Linked DNA regions of Zea mays: all the other regions are linked to region 1. The links are chromatin contacts, called in public Hi-C maps. All regions are on one chromosome and are shown on one strand. The core of a region is the stretch at or near the end of the contact, and the rest is flanking DNA. Distances in the headings are between cores, read along the strand shown.

Region 1 (2,857 bases), core at 100-2,599:
GTTATGTTAATGGATCGTCCCCCTTTAGCTAATGAGGTGGTACTATCCAGAGCGTTGTGATGTGTGCGACTTCGTATCGCGTGGGTTTAGGTGTTTTCTTATGGTCCATTCAGGAGGTAACGACTCATGTCACTTGACGACACACGACGATGGTGGAACCATTATAAGAGCAGAGATGTTTAGATCACAGTTAGATTAGAAAGAAATACAATGATTTTTTGTAAAAGAGACGACGATGGAACCAGGAAAACTAATGCTTTATAGAATTGGCAATTCATGTAAAATATTGAGAAATTTGGAGGGACTATGATTATCCCTAATCATCCAATGACACCTAGAAAGCAACCGTCTCTTCTAAAATCACATGTTACATATGGCAATGCGAAAATAAAGTTAAATTCGATTTAATTGATAACTATATATATACGTGCACACATATATATGTATACAAACACGCACACACATATATGTATCCACACAAATGACTGAAGCTATAACAATTAAAGAATGACTAAAAATATATCAGGCCAAAAAAATATATTTGTCTTTTTGTTTTCACGTAAAAGTTGAATTTTAAATTCATATTTTTTAAGGTGATCGATAACATCATAACTTATGTTAGAAAAGCACGTTAATAAGTTTTCATTATTATTTTATATTTAGTTTTGTATCATTAAATTTATTATCATATCTGTTCCCTAACATATCAAAAAATAATTATAATTTTTTTAGACTAAATTATGCTATTAACTACTTAGGAACAAAAAATAAAGGGAAATTTGGATCCATACCATTAAAAGATCACCACTTTGGATCCATACCATTACTATCTCACTTACATGTGGGTCCACATGAGTGAATGACATGTGGGGTCCATGGTATATATCTAAAGTTTGGATCTTTTAATGGTATAGATCCAATTGTTCCAAAAATTAAACTAAAAACTCCGTTTGTACGTAAAGAAATAAAAAAACTTGTTAACAGGTAAATTGAACCAACTAAAAAATGGAGGGATAAAATAAACTACCAAGATATTATAGGGAGTTATGTGAACATTGTCGATAGACAATGAAAGTATTTTGTACCTTTTCTTAAAAAATATAGACCTCTAGAAAAACTAAAAAAAAACTAGCAGTAGAAAATATGTGCCGGAGAAAACCTAGGAGCAGGGGAGCCCAGCCAAAAGCACAAAGCCATTGGCGACTGCGATCGTCACTCGAAAGCGGCTCGCCGTGTGCCGTCCCCGGCGGCCCACTCCAAAGCCCCCCAATCTTGTCGCTTTTTGCGCGCCGTCGCCCATCTATCGTGTCCGCCATCCCAATCGCCTCCGGCAAAAACCCTCCGTTTCCGCCGCGTCCCCCTCGCTGTCCCGGCTCACCGGACACCGGTCGAGTGTTGGTGCTCGCTCTCGCGGCTCCCCTCTTTCCTGAGCCTGGAAGGGCCGATGCAGGCCGCGCCCGGGAGCGTCTCTTGGGCCGCCTCGCAGCCGTCCGTCCTCGGCCGGTGCGGCGGCGGTGCACCGTCCGCTTCACTCAAGTGGAGAGCTGGCGGCGTCGGAGGAGGGGAATGCAGGGTCCGGGGCCGGGACGTCGTCGTGCCGCGCTCCTGCGCGCGCGCGCAGGAGAAGCGCCTGCCGCGGGTGCGGAAATCCAAGGAGGAGAGGAGGGAGATGGTGGAGTCCTTCATCAAAAGGTACCTTCTTTGTCCAGCTGCCCATCTTTCCGCTCTCTCGTGGATGCACATCTTGCGTTGGAATCATTTGCGCGCCTGCAGCGTATGGTCTGATCGATGCTGAAATGTATAGGGTGTTTGGTCTGACGAATGAACACAACTCACTTTTTTTTTTGTTTGGTTCGTGGAGTGGAATAAGTTGATCCATTACCATCTTTAGTTAGTAATAAAATAATATGGAGGAATACGAGAAATGAAGTCATCCCACCAAATTTGAGGAATAAACTAATGACACACCATCTCATTTTAGGAATAGACTCACGATGCACCATCTCATTTTGGATGGAGTGCCAAACATCCCCTAATGAACCAACCGGTGTTTCCTAGTGGTAGTTGGTAAAAGACACGATCCCAAGCCAGACTTTAGTTTCCGTACTGCCTCAAGCCGTCTGTACCCTAAAATCAAAAATGTTGATTTGGTTTTATTCTAGCTATATGCGAGTCACTCATTTGTGTTAATCTAATTTGAAATCTGTGTGCCGTTACTTGTGCTTATAATAATTCTGACATTTATCCAAAATTTGGCCCGGCATGCAGAGCAGCTGTATTTAATTTGAGATGGTTCATGATTTTTGTTTGGTTATTGTTTGTCTGCTGAATGAATATTCTGCAGGCAAAAAAGACGATTAAAATTGCTAATCCAGTTCACAATGTTTTTGCTCTGTTTCAGCTACCGAGTTTCAAATGAAGGAAAATTCCCATCAATTAATCTGACACATAAGGAAGTTGGAGGATCATATTATATAGTTCGTGAAATCATGAGGGATATCATCCAAGAGAATAGAGTCCTTGGTCCTGGTGGATTGGATGCTATGACACTTAGTTTTGAAGATTGCGCTGATTCTTCAAAGTCATCCATGAAGCTTGAACTGGGTCAAGACAGTATAGAGATCTTAGATATGTCTGGTAGTGAAGTCAGTAAGAGTCATGTACCTGAAATATCCAGCACTGATGAATCGTTTCCATTGCAAGGTAATGCCATCAGCAATCATAGACTGCTGGGTTCATCTAATATCTTAGAGGTTGGTGTTCTGAATAGTGTGGTCCAAAATGGAAGTGTGGCAGATGCAATATTCATGGAAACAAACCTTGCGAAACAAGATGAAGTTCCATCTAGAGGGTCCAT
Region 2 (2,857 bases), core at 138-2,637, 300 kb after region 1:
TTTATCAAAAACACTCCTAGAAACCGATTTGCATGAACGATTTTAAAACTGCTCCTAAAAATCATTTTCTTTCACGATCGATGGTATATAGGTCTTAAGAATGGGAGATCGTTTATATCCTAAGGGAAAAAATTATGTAGTAGTGTATAAAAATATCATATAAATGAAAACATGCTTCAATTTTTTAATGCCTTTTGTGAGCAAACAAAATATAGAAACAATAGATATTAATTTGTTTCGCCCAAAAAAGGGTTAACTCGAAAGAAATTGGATTGAGAAAGAAGATTTAGAGTAGCGACGAATATTAATTGTTTCATATTTGTTTTTATATTTTTCTCTTGGATAGATATAGCATCGAGTTGTGCTAGATAAGATTTAGTAGATATTAACATTTTAAATATCCAACTTTAAGTATACAGATACAGATCGAATATATGGACGTCCTTTTGTCCTTAAGGCAGAGTCACTAGGTACCACGTTTTCACCGTCAGTTGATATAGGTCCTGCATTATTTTATTCTAGAAGACAGGGGCAAAATCTGGATCAGGCGTTTGTGTTGGTTAACTTGGAGACACAGACACTGGACTTAAGCAAATATATATCATTGACGAAAAGCAACTGTGCAAGCGTCGCCATGTAAATTTGGCGGCTCAGAAAAGCTAGCTGCAGCTTTCAAGAACTGAGCTGTACGGTTCGGTTGGATAGGCTGTTGCGTTGCGCCGTGACACCGTACGTATAGGAGCTACAGCGTCAGCGTGTAGGACTGTAGGTACAGCACGAATTCTTCAGCATCATCATGCATGTACTTCTGCGTATACGTGTACATACTAATAGCAAGCAAGATAGGCGATTGAATACTCTACTAATCATGGGCGCGGAAACTATACCAAATTCTCAGGTTTTCCGTGCGTGGACTCTGAAGAAACCGACCGAGCTCTCAATATGCCTGTCACCGACCCACTTAATTCTTAATTGCGTATGTATGTTGCTCAGCTAATTACGCGCACCACCCTCCGGTCCCCGGCAGCAGATTGCATCAGCCACTCCCTCCCGCGTGGCCGCGTGGGCGTGCGTGGCCTCCAAATCAATATGCATCGACCTTGTTTGTCCTTGCGTCCACCCCACCACATCCTCCTGCATGCGTTCCCTCTCCGATCCATCCACCGCACTGCCGCCTGCCGGCCCGGCTGGCTGTCTGGCTCACACACACTCTCGAACCGCCCTCTTCATCTCTTGCCTTCCGGACAACCTCGTCTCCCGCGCTCACGCAACCGCCCCTTGATCCACAGCCATGGCGACCTCCTCACGCCGCCACGCGCATACACTGGCCGAGACCAGCGTATATAAGCACCGCACTGACGCAGCCCTATCATTGCATCTCCATCATCAACCGCTTCGATTAACCTTTTCCCGCGAAGCACACATTCAAAGCTAGCTCCAACCTTGGAAGTAAGGTGGATCGACATATCGATCGGCAGACTAATGGACGTCTCCGACCAGTCAGTGCGGCTGACCATCGAGGCGCAGCCGAGCGACCCGGCGGTTACCCCCGGGTTCATGGCGGCGACGCCGTTCGAGCCGCAGCTCTCGGACTCGCCACCGCGACCGAGCGTGGCGGCCGACGACGGCAAAGACGACGACAACAACGAGGCGTCCTGCAGCGCGCGGGGGCGACTGGACGACGGCGCAGCCGGGCCCGAGCGCCGGCTCACGCTGCTGGCGCTGCGGCTCGCCGTGCTGGAGAAGGCGGCCAGCGGACTGGGCGCGCTGGGCTTCATCTGGGCCACCGTCGTGCTCCTCGGCGGCTTCGCCATCACGCTGGAGCGGGTCGACTTCTGGTCCGTCACCGCCATCCTCCTCGTCGAGGGCGCGCGCATCTTCAGCCGCAGCCACGAGCTGGAGTGGCAGCACCAGGCCACGTGGTCGCTCTCGCTCGTCGACGCTGGACGGTCCAGCGTCCGCCTCGTCGCGCGCTCCTTCCGCTTCGTCTTCCGCGCGGGCGGCTGCGACTGCGAGAGCGGCAAGGCGTCCGGCGGAGCTGCGGCGTCCTGCAGCCACGCCGGGCGGAGCGGGTGGGGATGGAGGTCGGCCTGGACCTGGACCGCCTGGCCCTGGAGCTGGAGCTGGAGCTTCCTCTCGGGCCACGTCGGCCGGCTGTTCTACTGGCTGCAGCTGGCGTCCGCGACGGCGTGCGTGGTGCTCTCCGGGGTGCGTCTCGCCAGGCAGGACTTCGGGGACGCCGTGGACGCGCGGACGAACCGCCGGTCGGCGCTCGACATCTTCTACGGCCTGGCGCTGGCCGAGGCGCTCCTGTTCCACGCCGAGAAGGCGGCGTGGGAGTGGGAGGTCAGCCACGGCCGCCTGCTGGAGCGCGTCGCCGACGAGTGCCGCCTCGCGGGCGCGCCGGGGCTCCTCGCCATACGCCGCTTCTTCTACGACGCCTACTCGCGGTGCATCGAGGGGAGCATCTTCGACGGGCTCCGCATGGACCTGGTGTCCTTCGCCGAGGAGCTCATCGTCGGCGGGTCCCACGACGAGCAGCGCATCGGCGTGGGCATCCTCGTCAACGTGGCCGCGAGCCCGCGGCTCGGGGACGGCGCGCTGCGCCGCGTCGGCACGTCGCCCGCCGTCGTGGAGCGCCTCGTGGACATGCTCAGCTGGAAGGGCGCCGCCGAGCGCGGCGCGCGGGCGTCCGCGGCGCTCGTCGTGTCCAAGCTCGCCAGCAAGAAGCGCAACGCCCTTCGCGTCGCGGGCGTGCCCGGCGCCATCGAGTCCGTGTCGTCGCTGCTGTACGCCGCTGACGAGGAATGCAACCTCCTCGGCCTCCTCATCATCAAGAAGCTCGCGCGCGACCACG
Region 3 (2,857 bases), core at 236-2,735, 270 kb before region 1:
TCCTTTTCGGTCTTAGTGATAACAGGTCAGAGATTTCATTACTACAGTCTTGAAATGTGAGCATTTGATATGAGGAAATCCGTAGGTGTAGCAGCCTAGCCCCTAGCTCTCCAATGATAATCCGCGTTTAGTCACCAATAAACCAGTTATACTGCTATCCTCATACAACGACTTGCTGGAGATTGGAAGTGCACTAGTTTGTTTTAGAATTAGCAGAGAGCCGTGAGTGCTATGGATAATTTGGCAAAAGTTCATATCTCAGTCAAGAATATCACAAACTTGGATATAGTAAAACTCACATGGCAATGTGCAAGTACTTGAAACATTCTTGATGTGTCTACAATGTCAGCAGCAGTGGTTTCAATTTTCACAATGTCAGCCCCCGTTGCTCGTATCTGAGCTACTAAATTCAGAAGTTCATGTACCGATGGAGTGGTCTTGTAGTCGTATGCTGAAATGATGAGCTTACAGTTTTGAGGTTTCTTCCCAGACAAATACTTCATAAATTTGTCGGCGACCTGCAGAGCAGCATGGTAATAGTGACAATTGAAAAGTGATTCACTTGTCCCAAAAACATGTAATTAAGCACAAGAAGGAAACTGCATCGAAATGTACTCCAACTCTGAACTCTCAGATATCCAATTCAGTAGTACTGCACACATAAAGCTATGAATTCGCCAAGCCTCACGAAATGGTCCTAAAATCAAATGAATAAGGACAAATTCTTTGCCCTGCAAACTAGCCTTTTGAATTGTGACAGTCTGAAATTAAATTAAAAGGAGTGAGGACGGAGCCAACCTTGAACTCGACATCGACATATTCAGCTCCCAGCTCCATTGCCAGTAGAAGCGCCTCAAACCGTGGCTCATCTTCGCCTGCGTACTGGCCTCCCTCCCAATTCGGCCTGCACAATCAAAACCAAGAAATACATTTCTTTTCATACGAGATTAACTGAGCAAATACATATTGTTCCACTGATGGTACAATAGAAACACAGTCTGAAAACTACAAAGAAAAAAAAACAAATTCCCCTTTCAATTGTACTGAAACCAGCCAGAACCAAGTGCTCACAGAATGCGCCAAGAAGGTGTCCCCGAGAAGAAGATGCAAACCTGTAGGTGACGATGACGGGGAGCGAGCGGGGCTGGGCGAGAAGCACGGGCAGGTCCCTGCATGGCGTAGACCAGAGTAGACCAGAGTAGACTGCCACGCCGCCGGCGTAGAAGTCGCTGCAGTCGCCATTGGCACTCGGTGCGGTGGCTGGTGGGACTTGGGAGCAGCAGATCAGCTTGCCGCGGAGTGGCGCGTTTAGCTCTGCGGCAGAAGTGTACGCGTGGCTGCCGGGCGGTACACGCATAAATGTTGCACCTGCCGGCGTTGCCTTGTCCCCTAGCTCCTGGCGGCGGCGGCGAAATCCGACGTGGGTTTTGGCTGCCGGCCACCGCCGGCTCTTTTGGCTCTGGAGGTGGGTGGAAGTGTGGAACTGGGACCTCATTTTTTAATTTTTTTTCAGAGGGCTGGCAGTGAAATAAGATGCGTAACTTTTCAAAACTAACTAAAAATCGACCTGACGTCGGGCGTGTCACGGCCAGAAGCCTAGATGGACTCAATAACTTATTTTTACATGAATTTTATAGTTTTTTCTAATAGTACGGGGCTTGTGGTTTTTTTTGCAAAAACTTCGCTCATCTCTGTAACAAAGAAAACAATTAGAAGTTTTAGAGGATTTTAATCATAGGGCTAGTTCGGCAAACCTATTTTTCGAGATTTTTATTTTCCCATGAAAAAATCAGTCTATTTTTGTGCAAATCTAGTCCTACATTTTTTTATTCCTATTGTTATTAGCATATAGGTCATGCTAATGCTACAATCCGAGAGAGAGGAAGAAAGGGGTCAACGGTGGTGGCAATGGCGCGAGGGGAGAGATTGATGGCGGCGCGAGTGAGGGGAAAGGGGCGGCGAGGATAAGGGGAGAGAGATGTTGGGGGCGGCAGGGGAGGGATAAGGAAAAAGATAAAAGATGATTTAAATAATATTGTAGATTGAATGAGTAAGAGATTTATCCAATAATCTAAACAAGTTTTTGCTGCGTAAACAGTTAATCACCTCTCCACAACAAGACTCTCCCCATCCAAACCGTGATATCAGATATCCCTAGTGACACATAAATGCATTGACATGATCAGAAAAGGGGTTGCAACTGTGACCAGCCAAAAACACAAGACTTGCACAAGTATCTGAACTCTGAAGTATGGACACATGAACAACATGAACTGAGAGTTGTACACAACATAATGGTTTGATGTTTGCACAACATCTCTACTATAAAGCATATTGTGTGTCACGCACGAAACACATGGTTATTCTCCATTTCCTATGGATAAGGCTCATCTCGCCCATGATGCAAAACTAATGGCCCGCTATAAATCATTCGCGTTCCTGTCGTGACTCGTCTCGCTAACGGGCCGATGGGCGGCTCAGTCCTCCTCGGCGACACTCCTCTAGTCGCTCATCATCACTGCCCCATCGCGTCGTGGACATCAGCATTGCCAACATCGTCATCGGGTCGCCGCCTTCTCCTAGTCGTTGATGCCGACCTATGCTAATAAGAAGTTGCCAACAACAATGACAGGGAGGTAAGACGAGGCCGCAGAACTGGTGAAGGGGGAAGGCGGAGGTGAACAGGAAGAAGATCCTCTTGTCGAAGGATGGACGGAGTCTGTTGAGGCCTAGCCGTGTGTAGACATATATTTTCTTTTTTCCACGTTTCTTTGTAAGATATTAAGGTGTTTATGGAATCATTATGCACTAACATTTTTTCGAAGAATTTGTGTGACGTCGCAATGCTCGATCATTG

Evidence for each region. A called contact is a pair of places that touch in the nucleus more often than the background predicts.
Region 2: a contact with region 1 is called in a Hi-C map of leaf, with 7 times the contacts expected there. The contact joins the promoter of LOC100383326 here to the promoter of LOC100275620 in region 1. A contact is called at or near these places in 3 of 25 Hi-C or Micro-C datasets (endosperm, leaf and tassel).
Region 3: a Hi-C map of ear shows a contact between it and region 1, with 2.7 times the contacts expected there. The contact joins the promoter of LOC100272333 here to the promoter of LOC100275620 in region 1. A contact is called at or near these places in 3 of 25 Hi-C or Micro-C datasets (ear, endosperm and tassel).

What each region holds. Positions count from the first base shown.
Region 1 is chr3:135,079,344-135,082,200 of Zm-B73-REFERENCE-NAM-5.0, forward strand. It overlaps LOC100275620, which reads left to right and starts at 1,350. Exons shown (of 4, transcript NM_001175133.1): 1 at 1,350-1,692; 2 at 2,402-2,857. The coding sequence starts at 1,445.
Region 2 is chr3:135,375,378-135,378,234 of Zm-B73-REFERENCE-NAM-5.0, forward strand. LOC100383326 (ARM repeat superfamily protein) reads left to right here and starts at 1,388. Exons shown (of 1, transcript NM_001175984.1): 1 at 1,388-2,857. The coding sequence starts at 1,483.
Region 3 is chr3:134,805,813-134,808,669 of Zm-B73-REFERENCE-NAM-5.0, forward strand. It overlaps LOC100272333 (Bifunctional 3-dehydroquinate dehydratase/shikimate dehydrogenase chloroplastic), which reads right to left and starts at 1,486. Exons shown (of 10, transcript NM_001146817.1): 1 at 1,113-1,486; 2 at 799-904; 3 at 300-518. The coding sequence starts at 1,357.